3 separate regions of the Anas platyrhynchos genome follow, and all the other regions are linked to region 3. The links are chromatin contacts, called in public Hi-C maps. All regions are on one chromosome and are shown on one strand. The core of a region is the stretch at or near the end of the contact, and the rest is flanking DNA. Distances in the headings are between cores, read along the strand shown.

Evidence for each region. Hi-C and Micro-C count contacts between places; a contact is called where the count stands out from the background.
Region 1: a Hi-C map of liver shows a contact between it and region 3, with 3 times the contacts expected there. The contact joins two enhancer-like sites. A contact is called at or near these places in 2 of 8 Hi-C or Micro-C datasets (liver and skeletal muscle).
Region 2: a contact with region 3 is called in a Hi-C map of subcutaneous adipose tissue, with 3 times the contacts expected there. The contact joins the promoter of LOC139998677 here to the enhancer-like site in region 3. A contact is called at or near these places in 5 of 8 Hi-C or Micro-C datasets (liver, skeletal muscle and subcutaneous adipose tissue).

Annotation. Positions count from the first base shown.
Region 1 is chr14:1,797,349-1,802,176 of IASCAAS_PekinDuck_T2T, forward strand. LOC101799219 (solute carrier family 22 member 4) reads right to left here. Exons shown (of 10, transcript XM_027468658.3): 4 at 3,733-3,904; 5 at 2,296-2,422; 6 at 712-812. Among named protein-coding and RNA genes, the nearest start is that of PDLIM4, 57 kb to the right of the region's middle. Within about 2 kb of position 2,108, at least 3 of the 8 cell types and tissues checked have an H3K27ac peak or open chromatin away from gene starts, as enhancers often do.
Region 2 is chr14:1,706,147-1,710,530 of IASCAAS_PekinDuck_T2T, forward strand. LOC139998677 (interleukin-5-like) reads left to right here and starts at 1,701. Exons shown (of 4, transcript XM_072023405.1): 1 at 1,701-2,251; 2 at 2,414-2,446; 3 at 4,169-4,303. The coding sequence starts at 2,072.
Region 3 is chr14:1,754,136-1,758,629 of IASCAAS_PekinDuck_T2T, forward strand. All of the region lies in intron 1 of LOC110354619 (a long non-coding RNA gene), which reads right to left. Among named protein-coding and RNA genes, the nearest start is that of IRF1, 35 kb to the left of the region's middle. Within about 2 kb of position 1,851, at least 3 of the 8 cell types and tissues checked have an H3K27ac peak or open chromatin away from gene starts, as enhancers often do. A contact at or near this core is called in subcutaneous adipose tissue, where this site is marked.

The DNA.
Region 1 (4,828 bases), core at 858-3,357, 43 kb after region 3:
TGTGGAAGTCAGTCACAAAGGCTTTTCACTGCAACGGGCACCTCGAAACAAGTCTGGGAAGCTTCCCACGCCAGCTACGTTCCTACTCGCAGCAAACTCCAGGGACAGGCTCTCCCACCCTCGGCACTTTGGTTACGTCTCACTGGACTCTTCTCAACAGAGCTGGACCTCCAGGATTCAAACCTCAAGAGTGCCTTGCTAGGGCACGCCAGGCGTGCCAGCCAGTTCCTTTCTGCTGGGGGAAATATGTACAGAAAAGGGCCGCAGTTGGGCTACATGGCACTATTTGGTCGTCATTCCTTGTGGTTGCCCAGGCAGGGACCAGGATCCCAATGAGAGAGGCACTGCACAGAAACACAACGAAAATGCTGGCCATGGGTCTGGCTCTGGTTCTGCCTCTGCTTTGAGACATTTCTCTTCAAAGAGAGATTATGGAGATGGGAGCTTCTTAAAACAAAAGCAAAAAAAAAAATAAATCACACGTTGCTACATGTATTTTCTTAATTATTTCCCATCTGAATTGAGGCTACCATCCCCACACCTGTACGTATTAATGCAGTGAGGGTGCGGGGGCCGCTGAGGGGCACGAACCAGCCAAGGACCACGTGTGGGTAGGCTCCGAGGCTGAAACTCATCTAAACCTGTGGCATGTGCCCTCAAATCAGAAATCGTTCTATTGCCTGGGTACTTTAGGAATACACATTTCCTTACCACAAAAGTAATGACATAATAGTAATAGTTGCAATGTTTCGGGTTCGAAATAGGTCCAGAAGGATAGCCTTCTGCTGCTGCTGAGGCTTCGAATCCTGCATCTGAAGGAAAAAGGAAGACAAAACCAAAAAAATTCCCACACCTCAGAGCACAACAACCTTTTGCACACCCACACGTCGGGGCAGTTACGAGGTTACGGCTATCCCAGGGCCCCACCAGGCAGCCCAAGCTCTGCAGCGGGGTGCAGTCCTCAGGTAGCGCTCGTCTCTGCACCCAGCTGTGCTCCGCGGCACCTTCCAGGGTTTGTTAAACGGGAGCACCGGGACCTCGGCACCGTGCTGACTACTGAACAAGGAGCATTACTGACAAGAGAGATGCACGAGCACTTCCTTAAGGATCTGACACAGTCCTTCCAGGAGCAGCCTCATGACCGGAGGCATTTTTCCGTGCGCTGCACTCAGCTCTCTTTGTTCAACTTTCGTAAATGGGGTGAGATTAATGCAAGTTATCGCCCGCTTTTGCTGCCTGGTCTCAAAAACACACGAGTGGTTGACAGCAGACCCACCCCCTGGGGCCTGAAAGAGTCAGGTCCAAAATGAAGGACAACTGAGCTCTGGCTGTGAAGGAGAGTGCTTCCAGAGTTCCCATAGCTGGAACGTGTGCGAGAATTTACAGCACAGCAGATGCTTGGAGAGGAGATCTTCAGCCCAGCCAAAGTTTGAGCAGGACGCTCGATGAGCCGATGCTGCCAGCAAGGGCGCAGCATTTCCCTCCTGCAGATACCCCAAAGGGGTGCGCGGTGCTTTGCTCTCTTCTGTGTCAGCAGACAGAAAACGCAGGTGCTGGTAAGATGCAGGAAGGTCGGGTCTGACACACAGACCCACGGCGTTGCGGATTTCTCTGCGCAGGAGCCGTGCCCGTGCCTCTTCAGCAGGAGCTCTGGGGGAGGATGAGCTGCCGGGGGGGAGGCGAGCACAAAACCCATCCGTGCTGCCGCGGCCGTGAGCCTGCTCGGTGCCAGGCTTCCTCCTCTTAACCAATAAATACGAAATGCAAGAAAAAAATCAGCCTGCAGAAGAATTTCAGCTGATCCGAGGCCTTCTCTCCAGTCATGTTTCAAGGGCACTTGAGGCATTCGGTGCTCTGTGTGACTGGAGCATCCTGCGGGTCACCGTGGGGCCCCGGCACACGTGGACCTGGACTTGGTGCCCCCGTGCAGCCCCCGTGAAGAGCCCCTGTTAAAGTGCAAACCGCTGACACCGCGCTGGGACGGGGCTGAACGCGTCCTCCTCGGCTCTCCTCCGTGCCCGAAGGGTGAAGCAAGCTGGGTCACCCTTGCTCTGAAAACCACAACCAACCACTGCTGCGGAACAGAGCTTTACTGTAAAAAGCAAACAAATAAGTAAGCCCTCTGGCTTCTCGTCTCGACTTTGCTAACCCAACACTTACCTCACGCCAACAGCCAGCGCCAGCCCCTGTGAGCTGCTGCTGGAAGCCATTCCTGCCCTGGCATTTCACAACAAGTCAACTGGCCAAAGGGGAAAGCTGCTGACGAGGTAAAGTGACAGGGCACGTGAAACATACCTCCGCGGTGTCGAAAATCACAGCCGGGGCTGGAATGCCATTTATTTTTGCAGCCTTGCGGATAATAGCTTCTGCCTCTTTATATCTTCCCTGGGAGATCAGCCACCGAGGGGATTCAGGAATGATCCTGCAATAAGTTTCAGAATAAATGACTCAACGTTTTCACAAAAGTGAAGCATTATTAAAGCCACATGCACAGTTTTTTTTTGAACTGCGCTCTCATCTCGCAAATTACTCGTGGTTGAACACGGTCAGCGCAGAAGCATGCAGGCAATGTAATTCCTGAACGTGTCCCACTGGGACCAGTGGGAGAGCTCAAGCTGAAGGAGATGCTTGGGCCCTTCTCCTAGGGGGCCTGCTTTTTTTTTTTTTCTTTTTTAAAGACTGATGTTACTGGACAGACAGAAAATATGGGGGTAGCTTAACCATCGTTAAGCAAAATTATTCTTAGGGAACTGCACGCAGCGTGGAAATGCTTTAAATGCACAGAGGATATATTTAAAGGCTCTGTGTCACAGGAATCTATACACAAACCTCACGATTTTACTACAACTCTCCTAGGCTCAGGACAGAGGCACTGTCCCCATGCAGAGCTGATGGCATTTTCTAATCACTTCCACACATGCGTTGAGTGAATTAACACTGACCACGGGACAGAAAATCTCACCTTTCCTTAACTTAATCCTGTGACCTTAACAAATGCTTCCTCGCTCCCGTTAGCCAGCAATAATTTCATGGTGCCTGTCAGGCTGAGAACAGCACTAACTTTTCCTAATCTGTTTTTTCAGCCTCTCGGGGCAGAGCACCCATGGGCAAGTGAGGGTGCACCTACACTGAGGTGGATGGGCGCAGCAGGGAGAGGAAAGAAAACATGGGCTCAGCCACTGAGACAAGAGCAAGGGATGGCTCAGAGGAGCTGAGCATTTATGAGGGACCTGTGGGGCCCTCACGAGGTCCCCACCACTGCTGGGTTTCAGTGTGAGCTCTCTTCTTGCCTTTCAGTGCCAGCAGGGCTGCAGACACACTCGCTTTGGCAGCCAAAGCAAAGCCTGGGAGCGCACACCTCTGCCTGGTGACATTTAGCGCTGTCACCTGCCAGCCTTCCACTCAGCTTTTAGTACCCATCGGCAGCTGAATCCTCATTAAATATGGCTTAAAGAAAAAAGCAGGGAAGAAAGGTTAGACTGAATCATCCAGCACTACCACAGCTACCAGGTGGTTAACAGTGTCCAGAATTAGGGGCCAAAGTTCCCCAGCTGCTCCAGAGAGCTGGTGGCACAAGTGCCCCCAGGCACATGGTGAGCACCAGGGAGGATCAGTGGGCAGGTAGCTGGGCTGAACACAGGCAAAACAAAAACAAAACACAAAGCAAAATAAAACACTGGGCCCTGGAGAGAATTGGGCACAAGGGGAGAGCATCGGGCGCGTTGCACTCACCACCAGAGCGGGACGCAGAACAGCCCCGGGACGGTGAGCGCCAGCAGCAGCATCCGCCAGTCTCTGATGAAGTAAGCAAACAGTGGCAGCAACATGTAGCCAATTGCAAAAAATATGCAAACTCCTAACGTAGAGAATATAATACGAACTGATTTGCCAAGAATTTCTGTGCCTGTTTAAAACAAGGGAGGTTGGATTAGCATTTTTAACTCTTCCTTCGCCGTCACGACTAAATACTTTACTGCATTTATAAAATAAAGCTAAACAACGTTAGAAAAGAGTTTAAATGTAAAGAGATAAAATTTATCTTATATAACACTTTAATTGACACTGCCAAGGAGTAATGGTCCAAAAGGTGATGGTCATTACAGAGCTATTAGCATGGGGGGAGTTCCTCCCGATTTTCAGCGTTCAGACCTGCCCAGTAACTAAAAATGCCTGGGATTGTTGGGGGCTCCCCGGGGATGGAGCAGCTTCTGCTTGCTGTGATTAACGCGCTGCCCGACACAGGTGAGGGCAGGCCTGGGCCAGCAGCTGACAGACTGCCAGGAGCCTTCCCGATGTGCTTGGAGGAGAAATAGGCATTGCCCCCTTTCACTAGATTGGGATTTAAAACCCCTTAATTAAAGGTTAAAACCCTTAATATTGCAGAGCGATTGGAAAAAAATACCAGAGACTTAAAAACCAAGCAACCAAACCAAAAAGCTATTTAATAGCTACAAGAGTTTCCATTTCAGAAGCTTGGGGTAACTGAAAAAAATCACGAGAAGATGCAAACAAGGACTCTTAGGGTCAGGAAGGGTGTGTTAAAAAATAAACTGCTGTCTTCCTCTGCTGATGGCTCTTGCTTAGGGGCATCTGGGGAGACGTCTGAGCCTTGCAGCTTTGTTTTATACCTGTTGAGCAGTGTGTTAAGATGTAGGATTTGTGGCATTATGAGCCAATATCTTTCAATGAGGCATTATGAGACAATATCTTTCATCTCTATTTCTCTTCTGTCTCTCCTCTTCCCTTATTCTCTTGGCAATAGCAACCCTGGGCTGCCAGCAGCACGCCTTCGCAAATCTCTCTGTTGTTTTACAGTCTCAGGACTTGA
Region 2 (4,384 bases), core at 451-2,950, 48 kb before region 3:
GTGGGGACACTGAGCCAGTTTAGGGAAAAAAAAAAGACACAGGGAGAGTTTGAAGTTATTTCATGAAGAAGCAGGGGTAAAAAATGGGAACTGCATCACAAAGTCTTACTGTTTTGGAGTATGTGACAAAATGATGCAATGGTCATGAAAACATGAAGAACAAACAGGGCAAAGACAAGCTCATGATAGTGGTATTTGTAATAAATAAACAAAACAATGTAATTCTTGGGAACCAGGAATGAATGTCCTAATTAAAAAGAAAAGAAAAGCCCATTAAATTTGCCAAGGGAAAAAAGGAATTGTACAGTTCATACAAAGTTCTGGAACAGTGCTGCAATTCCACAGAAGTGATCAAAAACCCGAAACTCAAAAGGGAGGAAAAGTAAAGAAAGGCTTGAGACAGAAAATCTGTTAGCAGGCAAGTTGGCCAGGAACAAAATGGAGCTGTGCTGTGTGTGATGAGAAGACCCGAGCAGGAGGGATGGCAGCAGCTCCCCCAGGGACAGGACCAGCTCTGGCATGGGCTGAGCCAGCCCTGGGCAGAGGCAAAGATTAACAAAAAAATAATAAAAAAAAATTACACAGCAGGCTGGAGGTCCTGCAGCCCTTCAAAACCATGGTGCCCATGCAGGCCTCCAGGGACAGGGTCAGGGTCAATAGCTTGCCTGGCTGGTGGGTACAGCCCCAGTGCCTGCAGAAGGGGAAGGGGGCTCTGCCCCAAAACAGAACGCCAGTGACTGGGGTCAGCAGGCAGGGACCTGGGGGTCCGCCTGGGCCAGCCCCTGCTCAGGCAGGGCCACATTGCTGCAGGTTTGTGGGAGGTAAGTTGGAACAGACCATAAAACACTTCTTGCTGTTGCCGGAAGCGCAGTGGGCCAAAAAAGGGCTTTATGAGTTCATTCCCAGCATTCACAAGTTCAGCTGACAGAGTCTTTCTGCGGGGCTCCCTCGGTTCCCACTGATGCCACCGAGATCCTGTGCTGCAAGGCCGCGGTCCCTGCAGCTGCGTGATGAGAAGGCACCGCAGATAAACTGGCAGCGCAAAGACACTATCTAGTGATAGGGATGACAAACCAAGCAAGTGAAACTGGCAGCGACCAGCCAGATGGTTATTCTCAGCTGCACCACATAACCACCGCTGACTCTCCCAGTTTGAGGCACCGAGACACCGGGGTGTCACTCAGCTGCTGCAGCCTCAGGGCCCCGCTGCCAGCCCTGAGCTGCTCAGCACCACCAGCCAGGCAGCAACGTGCAGAAAGCAGGCGGTGATGTTAAGCAGACAGAAACATAACGGGGCCCTGAGGTTTGCCACCGCTTCCTCCGAGCAGCCAGAGCACTGCAGGGACAGGAGCGTGCGGCTGCGAGGCCCTCGGAGCTGCCCACGGTTGGAGCCCCACAGAAGGGAACCAGTAAGGGTTTCCCCGAGGGAACAGGGCTCCCTGGCCTTGCTGCATGGCCCCAGTGATCTCAAGCAAAGAACCATGACACTTCCAAGTGAACAAACACTCAGGTGTGACTCCCACAAGCTGTCCCCATCCCAGGCATGGTGGTGCTGCCCTGCTGGTGCTTCACCACCTGCCCTCCCTGCACATGCTCTGGGCAGTGGCACAGCCTCGAGTTAACTACTTGAGAGAATACCTGCATTTCAGTAACGTCTTATCAGAATTATTGCACAAACACAGCTGGTTTCTTTCCAGACATTAGTCCACCGATTTTCTGTGGTTGCTTTTTTCTCTGACAGTGCAGTCTTACATCGCCTATCAGTGGGCTGCGCCGTTATCAGCGGAGCCGGCCCCGATCTCTGGGGAAGTGTGGTGGGGCTGGCAGCTGCCTGGTCATGCTTCGGGTCATTCTGTGAGTTGCTGACTGAAAAAAATAAGAGGCCACATCCTTGCATCTTTACTACCTACTTCTGTGGAAATGCTGATTGGGTAAGGAGTATGCCCAAAGATTAATCACAAAATTTACTGGAACCTTTCCCTTCCAGAATGTCTCAACATGTGGTCTTTCTTTCTATATCAGTTTCAAAAATCAACCCAAAGTGTTTATTTCCCTGTACAGAGAACATAAAATGGTAGAGGACCAGCGCAGAAGCACTGACAGGTTCTCTGAGCACATCAGAGCAATGAGGACTCATCTGTATCTTATTTTTCTGGCTGCAGGCATCTATGCTGCTCCCCACATAAGCAATATAGCAGAGTTACTGTCACTACTACAACAGATGAAGAATTCAATGACAGGGGACAGTCTGGTAAGTTCAATTTATACTCTTTAAATATACAGTTTGATATATTGATGTACTGAATCATCTTATTCTCTAAATACTTAGGTTGTATTGAAAGTTTAATTTTATTTTCATTGGTGTTAATGATGATATTTGAAAGGCTTAATCAATAAATATATTATTTTTCAGAATCTGAGAATTGAAACTCCAGCTTCTATAGATGTAAGTAAACTTTTTTTAATTTTTTTTTTTCATATCTTTAGTCGTTGGAAATTAAGATAGCTTGTAAAGTTATCTCCTAAAATACTCCACTTGTATATAAGTATAAATGAAGCTATTATAATGTTATTAAATACTGGTAAAAGGTTATTAAAAATAATCAAGTGAGTCAAAGAAAAATATCTTATGATATAAAAGTAGCCAAGGACAGTAATACAGCATCTATTCTTGTTCTAGGTTTTTGTAATACTTCTGCAGAACACACACTGATTTTCTGAATCAACTTTTTAAATGATGGACAATAAAAAGGCAAGAGGAATGAACTCATTCACATTTCTTGCCTGTCCATCTCCATCCTACCTATTTAGTTTTTATTTTTATCAAGCTATTTAGTCTAATTTTAGAACACCTTTTTATACATGTTCCATCAACGAGGGTAGTTGTATTACCACATCTTGTCCAAATGATGTGGCTTGTGAGAACATCCTAGGACCAAAACACTGACTTACTGTGTATCCATGAACGGTGCCTGTCTTAACAGGAGGACCAAGTTCCTCTGAGTGCATTTTCTATCTCCGTTTGCTTCTCCAAAAACTTCTCATATTCCTTGGCACTTCAGAAAGATCCATGTTCCCTCTCTGCGTAAAGGCGATTTTCTCTGCAAGCTGACTTTAAATACAACTTTCTCTTGACACAAACACTGTTAATGAGACTCTGTTCTACTGCACATTGACTGGAAATTAGGTTTTAATGTGAGATCACATTCCAGCACAGGGTTCTTCATACTATATCACAGCCAGATAGGTGAGAATACACCCAGAGTAGTTAATTTACTGCAGGAACAGTACATCATAGGCATGGTGCTGACCTTCGGCAGCCATCCGTGTTTTCCCCAGCCATTGCTGATTTTTACTTCATTTTTATCACCTTCTTTTCCTGTTACACTTCTCCCCGCTCCATCCCTGCTTCTGATAGCAGCGTCCTCCTCATTCCCTCTTTCTGAGTTTAATGGATTTCTTCCAAAACAACTCCATGCTGGCAAGCATCATCACTCTGTGCTCTGCTTCTGTCTTGTGTCCCCTTCAACCTTTCTGGCCACCTTGCCCAGACCTTGGAGACAAACGCCAGCTACTGCTTTGCAGAAGAGGACAGGCACGCCTTGTGTGGCACTCCCCGGGGCAGGACAGGGCCACCAGGGCCAGGAGAGCAGAGCACGCCCATTCCCACTCCCCTCTTAGCACACAGCCGTCAGCTGTCACGGGGGTTAGAGCAGGGAGTAGTTTTGGGTTCAGTTAATTGCTTTCTTTCACATTCCAGAGTCAGCCAGTTGCAGCTACTAGCGCAGACAGCATCTTGCATCCAAACTGAAGGCATGAGCCAGAATTATCTGCTGGTACGAGCAGATGTAAGAAATCAAACCAGTCTTCAGATTGCTGTAAAAAGGCAAGGACTGTGTTTTGAGATGATTCTGTGTTTAATCTGGACATTACAAAACAGAGACTATCAGAAAGCTGACACAAACTATCAACTGCTAGAGTACCTAAAAGTGGGCACCAGGCAGGCATATGTGCCTAAGTAACTTGCAGACGTGAGCTCTGAAGTCAGTAACACCATTTTTGTCACCCAGCCAGCTGGATGTCAGCCAAGAAGACTTATTAATAAACTAATTGTAGTTCATAGTTTCAAATTCCTGTTTCTCAATTTTGGCCTTTCCTTCCATCTTAGAATGTAAACTGCATTGACACATTGTTTGAAGGAGTGGAACTGTTGAAAAATAATTCTGACTTGAAGAAATTCAGTGTCTTTTTCCAAAAGTTTGAAAGACTGAAGCAATCTCTCATACCAAGCCTGGCAGAAGAGGTAAGAATTTATTTCTTGGCTATCAGAGATCATGAAGCAGAGACCTGGTAAACTGTGCTCCACAGTTTATGACTGAGCCCT
Region 3 (4,494 bases), core at 601-3,100:
GCACAGCCCAGCCCATCCCCTGCTGAATATCCTCAGTTTTCTCACACACAGCAAGAGTACAGCCCCCCCGTGGCTGCCTTTATGACTGTCCCGAAGGAGGAATTGATTATATATTGATGAATTAGCCGAGATTGACAGGCTCATTAGCGGAACAATTTAATATGCTCATGAATTAAACTTCTGTGCTGCTCAGAGTGAGCTGGGCAGCCAAGGGCAGTCACAGGAGCTCCGTATCACGATGAACACACAGCATGGCAGCGGCTGGATGGCACCACACAGCTTCCTTCATGTGGCCTCGGGCATGGCAGCAGGAGGATGTGACACCCCCGGGGCCACCCTGCCCTCTGGTGCAACCCATCCCAGCCCTCCTTAATCCTACAAACAGCCCCTGCTCAGCCAGCACACCTGAGCTAGAAGGGAAGCTCCTGCTCTCCCTCCTGGCCAGCAGGGAGCCACTGAGGGATACAGCTCTTGGACTCTCCCTCATCCTTTTCTTTAGCCAGATTCGCCTCTGCTTCCTCCCCCAAATCCCAGCCCCTTCCACCTCCTTCTGCACACCCAGCCCAGTTTTCCTGCTCCATCCCGGCTGGTGGAGCTCAGCCTGCATTTGGTGAGTTCTCCACCGTGCCTCACAGTGGCTATATTGAAAAAACTTCAGCATCATTAAAAAAAAAAAGAAAAAAAAAGTTATTTGCTTTTTTTTCAGCTAATGCAGCCGAGCACCCTGCAGGATGGGGCTGTGTCTGGCAGAGCCCCACAGCTGCTGTGCAGCGATAAGTGCGGCCGCCGCGGCAGGCTGCCTTCCCCTGCAGCAGCTCAAGATGAGACAGGAAAGGGTGGGATGGGTGTCAGCATGAGAACAAGTTGTGACAAACAGGAGGCTGAGGCTCCTGGCTTACCAGAGATGCTGAGGAGAGCATCGCAGCTCGCCCTGGGAGGGAACAAAACCTCCCTGGCACACACGATGGGCTCCAGGGGGCACAGACCCTAAAACAGCTGTGTTTTGCATGCTTTGGTACACTTTTCTCTCCAGCTGTGCTGCAGGCCACATACAGGCTCTTTGCTGTCACACCACAGAGCTGATCCTGACCTCCAGCCCCGAGAACAAACTCCACACGGCTGCAGATGTGGAGGTTTTTGTGCAGGGCCCTAGGACCACGGGAGATGGGGCTCCCATGGGAGAGCTCAAAGCTGCTGCTGGAGGCTGGCTTCGGCCTCCAGAGCCAAGAATTGGGCAGAAACAAAGCTGAGCCATGCCCAGGCTTCCTGAACCCGGGCTGGCAGCTGGGGATTTGGGCTCCAAGGGAAGGAAAGTCATTGTGGGCACAAGCTGGCTCACGGAGGCCTTGCAGGCACTCCCTTGTGCCTGCCAAACAGCGTGGGCATTGTGTGCAGCCCCTGCTGGGATTAAATAAGAACAGAGAAACGTTCTGTTGAGGACTGACAACTGCAAGCTGCGCTTCCAGCATGCGAGGGAAAAGGAGACGAGAAAGGAAAAGAGACTGAAAGGAACCACGCACTTCTCCGAGTGTTCAAAACAAGGTTCTGGCACAAGATTTGGGTCCCAAACTGGTGAAACTAAGCCCAGGGGTTCACATCTTCCTGCCAGCTGCACCCCACAGCGTGGGCAGGGCCAGCAGCCCCCACCCTCAGCCTGAGGTCCTCCTGCGAGACCTCTCGGGGCTGCTGCTCTGCTCCCAGGAGGGGGGAAGGACAGGGAAGGCAGCAGGGGGAAGCACTCCTCGTTTCACTTGTTTCACAGCACTTTTCGGGCCGTGCCGCTGCCCTGGCCGGCTCCCAGCCCTCCGGGAGCTGCACCCGGGGCCACCCGCGCTTCTCGTGGGTGCCACCGCCCTCTGCAGTCCCCGGGGGAAGGCGCAGCTCAACGCCACGAGCCCTCGGCTTCCTCTCCTGCAGCCCCTGCCTCGGGTCTTGTCGCTCCCACCAAGTCCCAGCCCTGAAGGAAATTCATCTGAGGACTCATCTGCCTGCTGCAGGAGCGGTAGGGATGGAGCTGGGGTGCAGGGAACACAACCCAGTGCCCCCATGTGCCCAGGAGCAGGGCTTGGCCACCCCTTCCTCCACCCATGCAGTTTGGGACGTGCCTGACTCAGATTAAAACTGGTTATTTTAGGCTCCCTTTAAGGTCAGTAAAGGCCTAGCCAATTTTAAGCAGAACAATCCCCATCCCCTCCCACGGCCTTGCCTCATTTCTGCTCCCCCCTCCTGCAGCCGCTGGTCGTGCAAGAAATGCTCAGCTGGGATGCTGGGTGCAAGGAACTGATTTTGCCAGCTCACATGGCACTGATCATGCCCCAAACATGCCAGCTATGCTGCTGCTCCAGCAGCTACTTTCTCAGATTAACACTCAAAGCAGAAATGTTTTTTTTAGTAAGCCATTCATTGTTACCTATGAAATCTACACAGCTTTCTGCTTGGTGCTAAAAGCAGAAACAGCACGTTTCATTTTGGGGTTGTATTAGCACGAATGCTGGAGTATTTGCTTTGTAGCAGCACGCTAATTACAGAAGCAGCCTGGCCTGTGGCTTGCGTGCAGAGCAGAAAGCAGAAGATAAGATGAGCATCTGCACCAAGGGCTCCAGCATCGGGACATTTTGGGCTCCGAGACCAAGGCAGCTCCCTTTAGTCCCCCCATTCCCCAGTGCCACATCCCCCTGGTGCCCTTTGCCTCTGCCCCCAGCTGTGCTCCTAAAAGCACCGATGAAACCGCTGTGATCGCACAAATCCTGTGACAGCACAGCACGGAGCTGCCGGCCCCTCTGCAGCACAGACTGGTGCTGGTTTCCAGGACCCATTAACCTCAGCAAGAGCTCGTGGGCCAAACTCATCCAGTGTTCAGTTCTGACAAAGCCTGTGCCGTTTTCCCAGTGATGAATTTGTAGTTGTAGCTCCAGAATTGTAATGCAATGTTTTGGTGCAGGGGCACACGAGTGCTCTGCCTGAAAACCGACGTGCCCGAGGCTCTGAACACCGAAATCCCCAAACTCACATAGTCACAAGACACCCCGGTAACACAAACACACCCCCATCGTACCGTGTCTCCTTCCCGTACGAGATGAAGGCTGCCCACTCGCTATTCTGTTTCTCAGCATTATTCAGGTGGCAGCCCTAAGCTTGGCACTCCCCAAGTGCACTTCTAATCCTGCTCTGAAGACAAAACTTATCTCAGAGGCTCCTCTAAGCTGCTCCGTACCAGAACACTTGTGCAGCCCAGAGCTTGCTTCAAAGTCTTGTGTCTTGAGCTGAGGCCAAGAGCAGTGAAAATCACGCTGCCTTTTAGCGCCCATCCAAATTTTCCCTTAATTTTCAGATGGCATCAGCAAACACTTTGTATACCCAAACCTCAGCTCTCTGTGAGCTCTGGTGCTGCTCCGGGCACTCCTGCAGAGCATCCCTGCCGCTGCCACCAGCACTGTTAGAGGTGCTGTGCCCCACAGCCAAGCTCCTGTTGCTCTGCCCCACCACAGCCCGAGGGGCTCTCAGGGCAGCTTCACCTCTCTGCTGCCTGGCTCCTGCATGCGGCCACCTCCTGGCCCCGGCCTTTTGGGTACGTACCTGCACCCAGCACACACCCTTGGCTCACAAACCCCAAAAAGCAGATGCAGCCACATGGCCGGAGCAACACACGTGAATATTCACCGAATACAGGCTGCCTTGCCCAAATATGCTCCTGGCTGTCTGCTGGATGGGGTTTTTCTTCCCAGCTGCAGCATCCATTCCTTCTCGCTCCTGATGTGCCCTGCACAGTGGGAGCAGGAGTGTTGCTCCCCCTGCTCACCTGCACCTGCACAGCCCAGGGATGGAGGGCTCTGTTCCCAAAGGGAGAGCGGGCAGAGAGCACGGCTCTTGCCAAAGGACCAAGCTGAATTTCATCTGCCAAAGGTAAGCGTAAAGCTCTGGGTTTTCAGCTCTCCAACATCAGCCTCTGGGGAATCTGTTTGCACCCCAGTGGCATTTATCAGAGCCACAAATAACGCCTGACCTGATGTAGAACAGAGGGGAATTTAGCTTTTGGCTCATTATAATCTGTTTAACTCAGTTTATATTCAGCCAACGGGTCTTTCAGAACCTGCTCTCCCTTCCCAAACTGGGAGCTAATTCCTTGTGTTTGGGGCTAATTCCTTGCCCAGAGCAGCGTGCAGCGGGGGGGCTGCACTGCTCCGAGGAAAGGCCACCGGTGTGGGCTTGTCCCCCAGCCAGCCGCCTCGCCTCGCCTCCCCCCTTGGCCAGAGTCCTGCACCAAGCACAGCAACAAGAACCAAGCCGAGGCAGGCGTCCAGGGAGAAAAAACCAGCTCGAATAAGCAGGGCTGGCAGAGCCATAACCCCCCGGGAACCCGAGAACCGGGCCCTGCGGGGGCACGGCGCGGCTGGGCTGGGGGGGCCGGGGGCTGCGGGGGGCTGCCCCAGCCCCGCTGTTGGTTCTCCCACCCCCGCCGTTATTTCCCCACCTTACCCTTACCCCTCCGGACCC